Linked DNA regions of Mus musculus: all the other regions are linked to region 3. Evidence: chromatin contacts called from public Hi-C data. All regions are on one chromosome and are shown on one strand. The core of a region is the stretch at or near the end of the contact, and the rest is flanking DNA. Distances in the headings are between cores, read along the strand shown. Region 1 has its middle 50 kb from the start of Col22a1. Region 2 overlaps Trappc9 (trafficking protein particle complex 9). Region 3 overlaps Kcnk9 (potassium channel, subfamily K, member 9).

Region 1 (3,186 bases), core at 435-2,934, 440 kb before region 3:
ATGCATGTTTTCTTTCATATGTAAAGAGCCAGCTTTTACAAAGAGACCTAAAAGTCGATTGGGGACTATTTGGGAAAGGTATAATGGATGGATTAAGGGGAGGGTGCAATAAGAATGGAGATGAGATGACCAGTGAGCATTATGGAAATGTTAGACTCATACTGTTGTACAGTTACTATGCACTATTGAATAAATAATCTAAAAACAACACACAGAGAAGGGGAGCGGAGGGAGGGGGGAGGAAGAGGGAAGTTGGGAGGAGAGAAAGAAAGCAAGAGAAAGAATGAGGAACCAGAGAGCAGCAGAGAGCTGGATCCTGGATCTGGGGCCTGGATTCTGCTCCTGGTACTGATGTGTGGGAGGCAACCTCAATGCTGAAATGAGAGATAGTTCTGGAGTTCAAAGAGACAGTCGTGAGGTCCTTGAATGCAGATCATCTTTCATCTCCATTTCCAGGTGCCAACAGCTTTGCTGGAGGTGAGGGGTTTTGTTTTTTTGTTTTTGTTTTTGTTTATTCGTCATTTAACCTGGGTCTCTGGGACTGGCTGCGGGAGTTAAGTTGTCAGGCACACCTGCCGCCAGGTGCCGCCAGGCACCTCCAGGTCAGGGGACCATGAAGACAAGTGCAGGAGCCTTCTTTGGTCTGCATTTACTGTCCATCCTTTATTCACTAGGCTTCTCTTCCTTTGGGGATTTGATCCCTTCCCCAACCAGTGTCTAGCACTTTGAGCATCAGCTCTTCTACCAACAATGAAGACTTCACAGGTGAGCCACTTCTCAAGTGAAAGGATGTTAACACAGGGATATTTGTGGTTTCCTTTCCTTTCTTTGTGTTGCTTGGTGCCCTCCTTAACATTTGGCCCTTTTTTTTCTCTCCAGCTGAAACAGAGGACAAACCAGTGGCCCATGTTGGGATTCTGTCTAAGCTCCACCCCACAGTTACCTGGCAACAGCCAGGTAGGTCTGGCCCACTCTAAGAGTGTCTGTTTGCCCCCTCCTCTCTCTCTTGTTCTCTTACTCTCTTGCCTCTTGCCCCCTTGTTCCCCCCCTCTCCATTCCCTTCCCCCCTCTCTCCCCGTGGTCATGGCTGGCCTCTACTTCTCTTTCCTTCTCTCTGCCTCTACTACTCTCTTAACTCCCCTCCCCATGTCCTAAATAAACTCTATTCTATGCTATACCATAGTGTGGCTGGTCTCTCAGGGGGAAGAATGCCTTGGCATGGGCTGGCTAAGGCACCCCTTTCTCCCACACCTCACCACACCCCCATAGAACATATCTTATTATTTCTTTATCTTTTTATGATCACAACAGCCCAGCAGTTCTTAAACAGCACAGTGAAGTGTTGATTTAATCCGTCTTTAATATGGAGAGATGTTTAGAAAATGACATTTTCGGTGGCCAGTCTCATATGAGGAGAGAGTTGGCATCTATCAGATCCCTGTTTGGGCTTTTTGTTGAGTGTACTTTCCCTATGCTGGGCTACAACCTGGGTTAGCTGGGGGACTCGCTTAAGCATCTGCCACGAGGAGATGGAAATCAAGTCTGGAAAATGCTACACTAAACTAAACTGCATTAAGAGAGACCTCTGCAAAACAAGATCCATGGAAACTGAGACCGACATTTGGGGGAGGAAGACAATCTGTCAGGTTCTTTCCCCCCTCATAGCTCATGCTGAACAGCAGGGGGCAGCAAAGAACTTCCTATGTGCTCCGCTCACCCCTGCAGTGTGGCAATACTGAGCCTGTGCAGGGATCACCTGGGGAGGAACTTTCTGGAATGAAAACAGGCATCAGCCGCAGTGTCTGAGGCTGGCCAGGAAGGCAGAATGAAGATAATGAAGGATGACTGTCATCTTGCTTAGAGACAGTTTTAGCTGGGAAAACAGCTTGTATTTGCTTGGGAAGCTGACTTTAGTGTCTGTAAATTCAGATGTAAAGGACACAGAAGTGTGAGACTTAGGAGAGAGGATGGTCTTCATCCCATTGCCAGAGGCCCACAGCTCGGCCTCTGACTGCAACTTAATATATAAGATGAGAGGGATAATGGTACCTAAGACTGTCCTGGTAGATTCGTCCACATAAAGCCGGAATAGCACTGACTGTGTGCTTAGCTGTTGATTGATTGCTAACTATTATTGATAACTGCTTTATAATTGGTGCTTGGTGTAGGTGGTGGGTGATATGTTGGCTATAAGGAGGTGGAACCATCACAGAGACCAGGAGGCATAGAGAAAGGATAGAAGGGTACCTGATATGCAGTGGGGCTCCTCCAGAGGCCTCACTGTGCAAGTGAGACTGGGAAGCTACCTATGAATAGGTAGCAGGGAACTTAGTTGCTGGGCTATGATGCATTATATAGAGTGGTGGCCCAATGCACCACTAATCTGGGTTGAAAAGGCTCATGCCATAACCACAGGGTACCTGAACCTAAAGGAAATTATGTTGGTGGTGGGAGGGAGGAACAAATGGGCAGGAATAAGGACCACAGGTGAAGGTAGTAGCTTAGAGCTAAGACAAGCATCTAAGTACAGAGCTGCACAGGAGTCAGAAACAGTAGGGTGGAAGGAGAGGTGTTAGTGATATCCTCAGGACATTAGTAAAGGCTCAGAATCCAGGGGCCTGTAGGAAAAGGCTGAGGGCAGTCAAGAAAGACCAACCATAGACAGTGCAGTTGACCCTCAAGCTGAGTCCATAGTTTTAAAGGCATCGGATACAAACCTCAGGTTTGTTTATAAGTAGACACTGAGAACAAGTAAATACTCATTAATTATGGCAGCTGCTGGACCCTGAACACTGAATTGTCCGGCATTGTTCTGAGCACACGATTGGCCTGTATCATCTCCCTTTCCTCTTTCTCTTATAGGAGGTCAATGAGGCAAGCATCTGTGATGGCCCCCATTTGCTTTGATCTCTGAGGGCTCATGTGGCAGCCATAGGCTTGATCTTCTTGATTGTGTGTCTAAGACTGAGGCGATGAGAGCTGGTGAAGTTGTGACATAGTAGGCATGATCTGGAAGGGATTAGCAATGTGTTTTCCCAACTGATTTTTATAAAGTTAGCCCTCCTACACAGCAGGCCCTTCTGCACATGGTGGCTTCCCTTTCCGTCTCTCAAATCATGATCCAATGAAGGGTCCCTCATTACAGAGTAATCTACTATGAATCTACTCTACCTATGACTTTTGAGT
Region 2 (3,064 bases), core at 506-3,005, 380 kb after region 3:
TCCTCCAGAGTCTCCAGCTCATGGGCAACCTGTTGCAGGGCTTTCCGCCCTCCACAACTATGTGAGCCAGTTCCTATTGTACCCAGCAGCAGCCCCTCCTCTCTGATGAACCCTGGCAGATCTGATAACTGGTCATGCAGCAGGCACAAGTGCATGGGGGCATCCAACTCGTTCCACACTCCCTGTAAAGTGGGCATTGCCATAGTGATTGTACGCATGAGAGAGCCAAGGTTCCAATGAGGTGACTTCTTCAGTATTACACGGCCCATCAACACATAGCTAAAACACAAACTTGGAACCACCGGCCACCCTGACACAAAAGCAACATCCTGAGCTCACCAGCATCCCCAGAGGTCCAAACTATATATATATATATATATATCAAAACACTACCAAACCTATGGTTAGGGCTTACAAATGGCTTAGCAACCAACCCTAGTGACAGGCTATGTTTTTTTTTTTTTAACGTGCTTCTAGAAAGAAAGAAAAAGATATGAACGAACAAGGAGATTGTGTGTATGTGTGTGTGTGTGTGTGTGTGTGTGTGTGTGTGTGTGTGTATGGTAACAGATACCTAAAATAAACTTGAATAGAATGTAACTAAAATAAAATACACTTGCAAAGGTAAAAGAAAGCAAAGGGTGTCTCGTGGGAGTCTGTCAGCGTAGGCTGTTCCAGGTAGAATATTTTTCAAAGATGCCTTCTCATGTATTCATAAAATCCATGGATGCCAAAAGAGCCCATCTGGTTATCATAAAATATGCTCAAGAAAACCAGAGCAGTAGAAGCAGTTGGCTAAAACGATGAGCCAACACTCATCCTTAATTTCCGTAGAGAAAGCATGTTTGTTCATTCAGAAACTCCGCAGTGTGTTTAGGAAAGTAAAAATATGTCTATGGTGACAGTGGAATTGGAGCAGCACGGTCCCCAGCCTCCATGGACAGCCTCATCCGGACACTTCTCTCCCTCCACAGGTGCACACAGTGATGGCACCAGACCTAAGGCCTTCTGCCCTTTCCAGTGTCTGGAGGCTTCCCATTGTCTGCCTGAACACATAGAGTGCTCTGGGGTTCCCAGAAAAGTTGTAGCTTGGGGTACAGTAGCTACTGATATAGGTGGTTAAGTAACCTTCTTTCCATAGAAGAGGATAGATTAGTTCCAGGCTTTATATATATATATATATGTGTGTGTGTATACCCACAAACACACACACATATATATGATTACATATCAAGCTGCTATTAAATCATTTCTTATGGAATAAGATGTCAATCAAAAAAGTGATGATTTTTCTTGATGCTACAACAAAACCATAGAAGGAAGGTAGTTTGTAGCTGCCCTGGAGTGAGACATGCAGAGTTCTCTGGGGAGGCCACTAGTGCAGAGTGGTAGATGTGGCCACAGGTAAGCTTGCTCTTCCTCCTTTTCCCTGTGTACTGTCACTGAATGGCCCTATGCTCGCAGCCTGGGGTTCAGCAGAGACACCAGTGGCTTGCTAAGCTCTGATGAGATCCCGCTCTGCTTCCCACGGGTGGGTACGCTTCTTGCCACCTTTCTGATGAACACCCTGGGAGCAGGCTGCTAAGGGCAGAGGCATCAACACGGTTGTTCATCCAGAGTCCAGGGCTATGTGTGAATCACATCTGACGGTGTACCGCTTCACAGTTTGCTGACAGCTAAAGCAGGGGTTGCCACTGTGGCCTGGGATTACTTTTATCAGTGGGCCGCTGCTCTGCAGTCGGCTGTGTTCTCTCCCATGACCTGCCCGCTCCCCTAACGCTGTCCTCTGAGATCGGAAGAGCTGTTCAGCATCCCTGCCCTGGTCTGCTGTTCTCTTGTGAGAATAAATATGGATTTTTGGAGTTCTCAGTCTTATTTTTTTAAAGAGTGGTGTGACTCATCCCAAAGCACCCGGAAGCTGAAGGCAGCTTGCTTGCAGTCTTAACACAGGGGTATATCTCTTTCTGTCTTTGGAATTCCTAGATGCCTCAGTATTACCACAAACATGTGTTTTGGTTTTGATTTTTTTTTAAAAGAAAGCCTGAGATTTTGTTGAAACTTGGCTTTTCCTTGGTTTAGAAAACATAAGGACGGAGAGAATATTTAACAGTGCCCAACACACTCGCCTGGCATGCAATTCAGTTACTTCCTGCCTGTTCTCACAGGGTCTTCATTTGTGACCAGGAGATCACACCGGTCCTGCTGTCGACATGCCCCTGTGCCAGCACAAGCCCCCTGAGAATCTGTCTGAATGCATGTCGCCCTACTGTGCTTGAGAGGGCAAGTCCAGGATCCTTGTCTCTGAATTCCCAGGTTCTGCCTACCTGCCGCCTACCTGGGTGTCCCTTCCTCACTCAGCCCTTGCCCCCTCAGCCTCGAGAGCTATTCCTTGGTCTCCTTTGAAAAGCCCTGCTGTCCCCCTTTGTCATCAGAAACAGGGGTTCCCCCCCACACACCCAGGGCTCCATGAGAACTTTTCTACCTTGACCCACGCTGCCTTTGTGAAGATGTTCTCATCGGCCATCTGCCTTCAGGGACCAGACACAACCTCTACCCAGTTCCCGGTCCTGTGGGCTTTTGGTCCTTTGGGGAGACAGGGGAGCTCTGACTCCTAAGTTGCCCATTCCCTAGCTGGGTCCCCATGGCAACCTCATTGCTGCTTTCATACTTGTTGCCCCTTTCTCTGCCTTGTGTTTTATACAAACAGGGTGGGCTGCTGCCTTCTCCCCAGCCAGTGTTAACTTCCTTGGTGCCTTCTCTTCTCTGCCCCCTTAGCCCCTTATAGAAGGCCTCCAGGGACGAGAGACTCTGGGCCTGCAGCCCTAGCCTCTTCACAGTCTGACCATCCCATCTAGGCCTTGAGTGGTTCACTGGTGACTTTGAACAGATGTTTATTCTCTTCTGCCAACTTTTTTTTTTCCATATTTGAACTGAAACGGGGGGGGGGGGTATCTTAGATTTTAATCCTGACCTATGATTGCTTTTGGGTTGTGTTGGCCATTGAGTGTTGCTTTTGTTTTGTATTCAGTGGGCTGTCTGCTTTTGCTCCAAAGGAACAAAGCTA
Region 3 (2,825 bases), core at 196-2,695:
AGACTCATGTGGCCTCTAGCTGTCATGCAGTATACCAGTCCATCTCCTTCCCCACTCAATCCCTGGCTTGGAGCTCACTAGTTGTCCAGGACAGGAGTGCAGGGCTCCACCACCTCTGGTAGTCACGAGGAGCAAACAAAACAGAGCACTCTTTCCCTGACTTGCTCCCAAAATAGCCTCTCACCGCCCAGACACAAGGCTGGCTGGCTCTCCCCCACTCAAACCTGACTCTGCAGATTTCCCAAGCCCTGAGCTGGGTTGGGGGGACAAATGAAGCATAGGGTTTGGTGACTCCTAGCAGATCCAGGTGAGAGAATACCAAGGATGTCATGGCCTTGGGAGGGACAGAGCACTCAATCAAGAGATGCCCAATCCTGTGTTGGGGACTTTGTGATCATCTATATTTAAAAAAAAAATATCCTATGACAATTCCCCACACATTCTCATGTAAGTAAATTCAAAGAGAAATTTCTGGAGAAAAGGCTACATAGGCTAGAATGTAAGTAAATGCAGCAAATAGCTCTCCCCAATAGCTCACTTGTAGCTAGAGAAACATCCCCTCTCACACCCCACATCTCAAGGCTCTGCTAGTGAGAGTAGCCACCCTGGGTCACCAAGGAGGGGCTTTCCTGAGGAGAGGACAGCGTTCAGAGAAAGAACTGTGCCTACAGCAAGTGAAAGATAAATCAATGACATGGAACCTGGGAAAAGTCCCTGGAACCCTTTGAGTCTCAGTTTGCCCATCTACAGAATGGAACCAGGAAGGGGGAAAGGTGGGCAAATAAAGTGGGAATCAGAACTCTGCTTTGTCCTCAGCCCCACCCCCACCCCTAAGCTTCTCTGTGTCATACTTTTCATGAGGATGGCAAAGGAGGTTGGAGATGGTCCCTGGGTATAGGTGAATTAGCCTCACCTAGTGCCTAGGAGTGAGCTGAGCGGATAATAAATGCCAATAGGAGATGGGAGGGGTCTGCAGTTAGAGCATAGCAACCTCCAGCTGCGAACCCACTCCTCCTTGCTTCCTCCGAACTAACCCCTAATCTCAGATGTCACCAGCACCTCCATTTCTGGCCTTCACCATGCTAATCTCTCTGCTAAAGGGCCCCTCCCCCCTCTCTACTGGGGCATCTACTGTTCCCTTGCCATCTGTAGACAGGACCAGCCAGCAGCAGTCAGCTGAGTGAGCAGCTAGGAGTGCTGAATCTTGGCTGAGAACATCTCCTGCAGGAAGGTGTCCGCTACCTTACTGTCCCCTGGTCACAGGGACATGTGTGGACCACTAGCAGGTGCAGACTGGTCAGACTGGATGATAATCACCTGTCTGTCACATCAAGGAGTAGTATGTCTGTAGCAAAACCATTCCAAACTCTCTAGCTAGTCATTGGACAAGAAGTGAAACCAACAGGCAGCCCAGACAGAACTAAAAATCACACTCTAACATGATCTCAAAATAGACTCCAGCTCACAATCCCCATGGCAACGCCCTGGGTCTGAGGACTGTCTCTAAGGAAGGAGGACAGAAGGGTGTGGGACAGGGGAGGCCCCAGACTCTGAATACTCCATGCAAGAGTCCCATTGCCCACAGCTGGCACACAGACAGAGAGGGGCCTGTGGGGTCTCAAGTGCCACTGAAAGGGAGCAAGAGTGGAGAAAAAGCTTGGTGAGTCCAGGGACTGGCGAGCCCCCTGCATTGTAAGGGACATGACACTGGGAAGGGATTTGAACTGTAGCATATGGATCCTCCTCATCTTTAGGGTCTCCACAATGCTATGTCTAACAAATCCCAGTCTAACCCACTCACCACTAGCTAAGTCCGTTCAGACTAGGATGAGGCCAGCAAGTCTTCCTAGGCACTTAGGTTTGAAGACATAATTATCCACCCAGCGCAGGTTCAAAACATCACCTGGCAGACAGAAGGCAGCCTTGGTCTTGCTTATAGTGCCTTTGGGAGGTGAGATGTCAACTCTGTCTTTGTCTCTAACTTGTCTGCTCTTGGCCTCGGCCTTCTAGGCTCCAGAATTGCAGTAAATAAACTGCTGTTATTTATAAGCTTGTTACTATAGCTTGAACTAAGCTCCCCCACACTGAGGCTTCACCTTCCAAAGTTTATCCCTGCTTGAAAGCATATATCTCTTGCCTGCTCACTTACTGGCCTTTCTAATAACTAACTACCCTACAATGTCACAGCTGTATGGAAGAAGTGAGTGTCATCACTTGCTAACACCAGACCCTCCCAGACACAGACCCTTCCCCATCAACCTCTTCCTTTGAGGCACCTGGTCTCATCCCATGACTACAGGGACCTGGGAGTTGTGCCTGAGACTGGCAGGAACTGGCACCCTCTCTTCCTGCTGGCAGTGCCTCTGCCTAGACCAGCCAAGAACTCATGCACAGCATTGGACAGCAGTGGTGGGAAGCAGGGGCCTAAAGTTGCAATGCCTGCACCCTTAGTGTGTCAAAGAGTCAGGTAGCCTAGCTGTGGCCAAGAGCTCTATGGCCAGATCATAGAGCGCCCTGTATGGTCTCCTGCTCAACTTCCCATTGCCCTGATTTAGCAGGTAACAATTCTGAAGGCTTGTGAGTCCCACAGCATACCTTGGATGGGACATGAGACAGTCCTGTGCTGGAGGAGAGGCAGCAAGCAAGGCCTCCATCACCCCAAGCATAGTTCTGACATCCATGGCTGTTTCACTACTTTTGAAGCTGCAGCATATACCACTGCAGGCAATAATGTGAATACTAAAGAGCCATGTACTGTCTGTCTCCCTGGCTCTGACCCAGAGCCCCAGCCAAGTGCCTCATCCACTGTCTCATCAGATCTCACA

What was found. Hi-C and Micro-C count contacts between places; a contact is called where the count stands out from the background.
Region 1: a contact with region 3 is called in a Hi-C map of cerebellum, with 2.6 times the contacts expected there. The contact joins two enhancer-like sites. A contact is called at or near these places in 8 of 39 promoter capture datasets (the 3T3-L1 cell line, the C10 cell line, the HPC-7 cell line and 4 more), 10 of 15 datasets of contacts at CTCF or cohesin (the NIH/3T3 cell line, embryonic stem cells, hippocampal excitatory neurons and 4 more), 133 of 484 Hi-C or Micro-C datasets (3T3-L1-derived adipocytes, the AML12 cell line, the AtT-20 cell line and 63 more), 14 of 115 datasets of contacts at active chromatin or transcription factors (PVALB interneurons, astrocytes, a beta-TC-6 cell line and 8 more) and 1 of 9 other capture datasets (embryonic stem cells).
Region 2: a Hi-C map of cerebral cortex shows a contact between it and region 3, with 3 times the contacts expected there. The contact joins two enhancer-like sites. A contact is called at or near these places in 2 of 484 Hi-C or Micro-C datasets (cerebral cortex and forebrain).

The regions. Positions count from the first base shown.
Region 1 is chr15:72,082,142-72,085,327 of GRCm38.p6, forward strand. It overlaps a transcript of Col22a1 not described here. Among named protein-coding and RNA genes, the nearest start is that of Col22a1, 50 kb to the left of the region's middle. Within about 2 kb of position 1,685, at least 10 of the 459 cell types and tissues checked have an H3K27ac peak or open chromatin away from gene starts, as enhancers often do. A contact at or near this core is called in cerebellar granule neurons, cerebellum, cortical neurons and 1 more, where this site is marked.
Region 2 is chr15:72,905,351-72,908,414 of GRCm38.p6, forward strand. All of the region lies in intron 15 of Trappc9 (trafficking protein particle complex 9), which reads right to left. Among named protein-coding and RNA genes, the nearest start is that of Gm31665, 65 kb to the right of the region's middle. Within about 2 kb of position 1,756, at least 15 of the 459 cell types and tissues checked have an H3K27ac peak or open chromatin away from gene starts, as enhancers often do. A contact at or near this core is called in cerebral cortex, where this site is marked.
Region 3 is chr15:72,527,321-72,530,145 of GRCm38.p6, forward strand. The region is part of intron 1 of Kcnk9 (potassium channel, subfamily K, member 9); the gene reads right to left. Among named protein-coding and RNA genes, the nearest start is that of Kcnk9, 19 kb to the right of the region's middle. Within about 2 kb of position 1,446, at least 22 of the 459 cell types and tissues checked have an H3K27ac peak or open chromatin away from gene starts, as enhancers often do. A contact at or near this core is called in cerebellar granule neurons, cerebellum, cerebral cortex and 2 more, where this site is marked.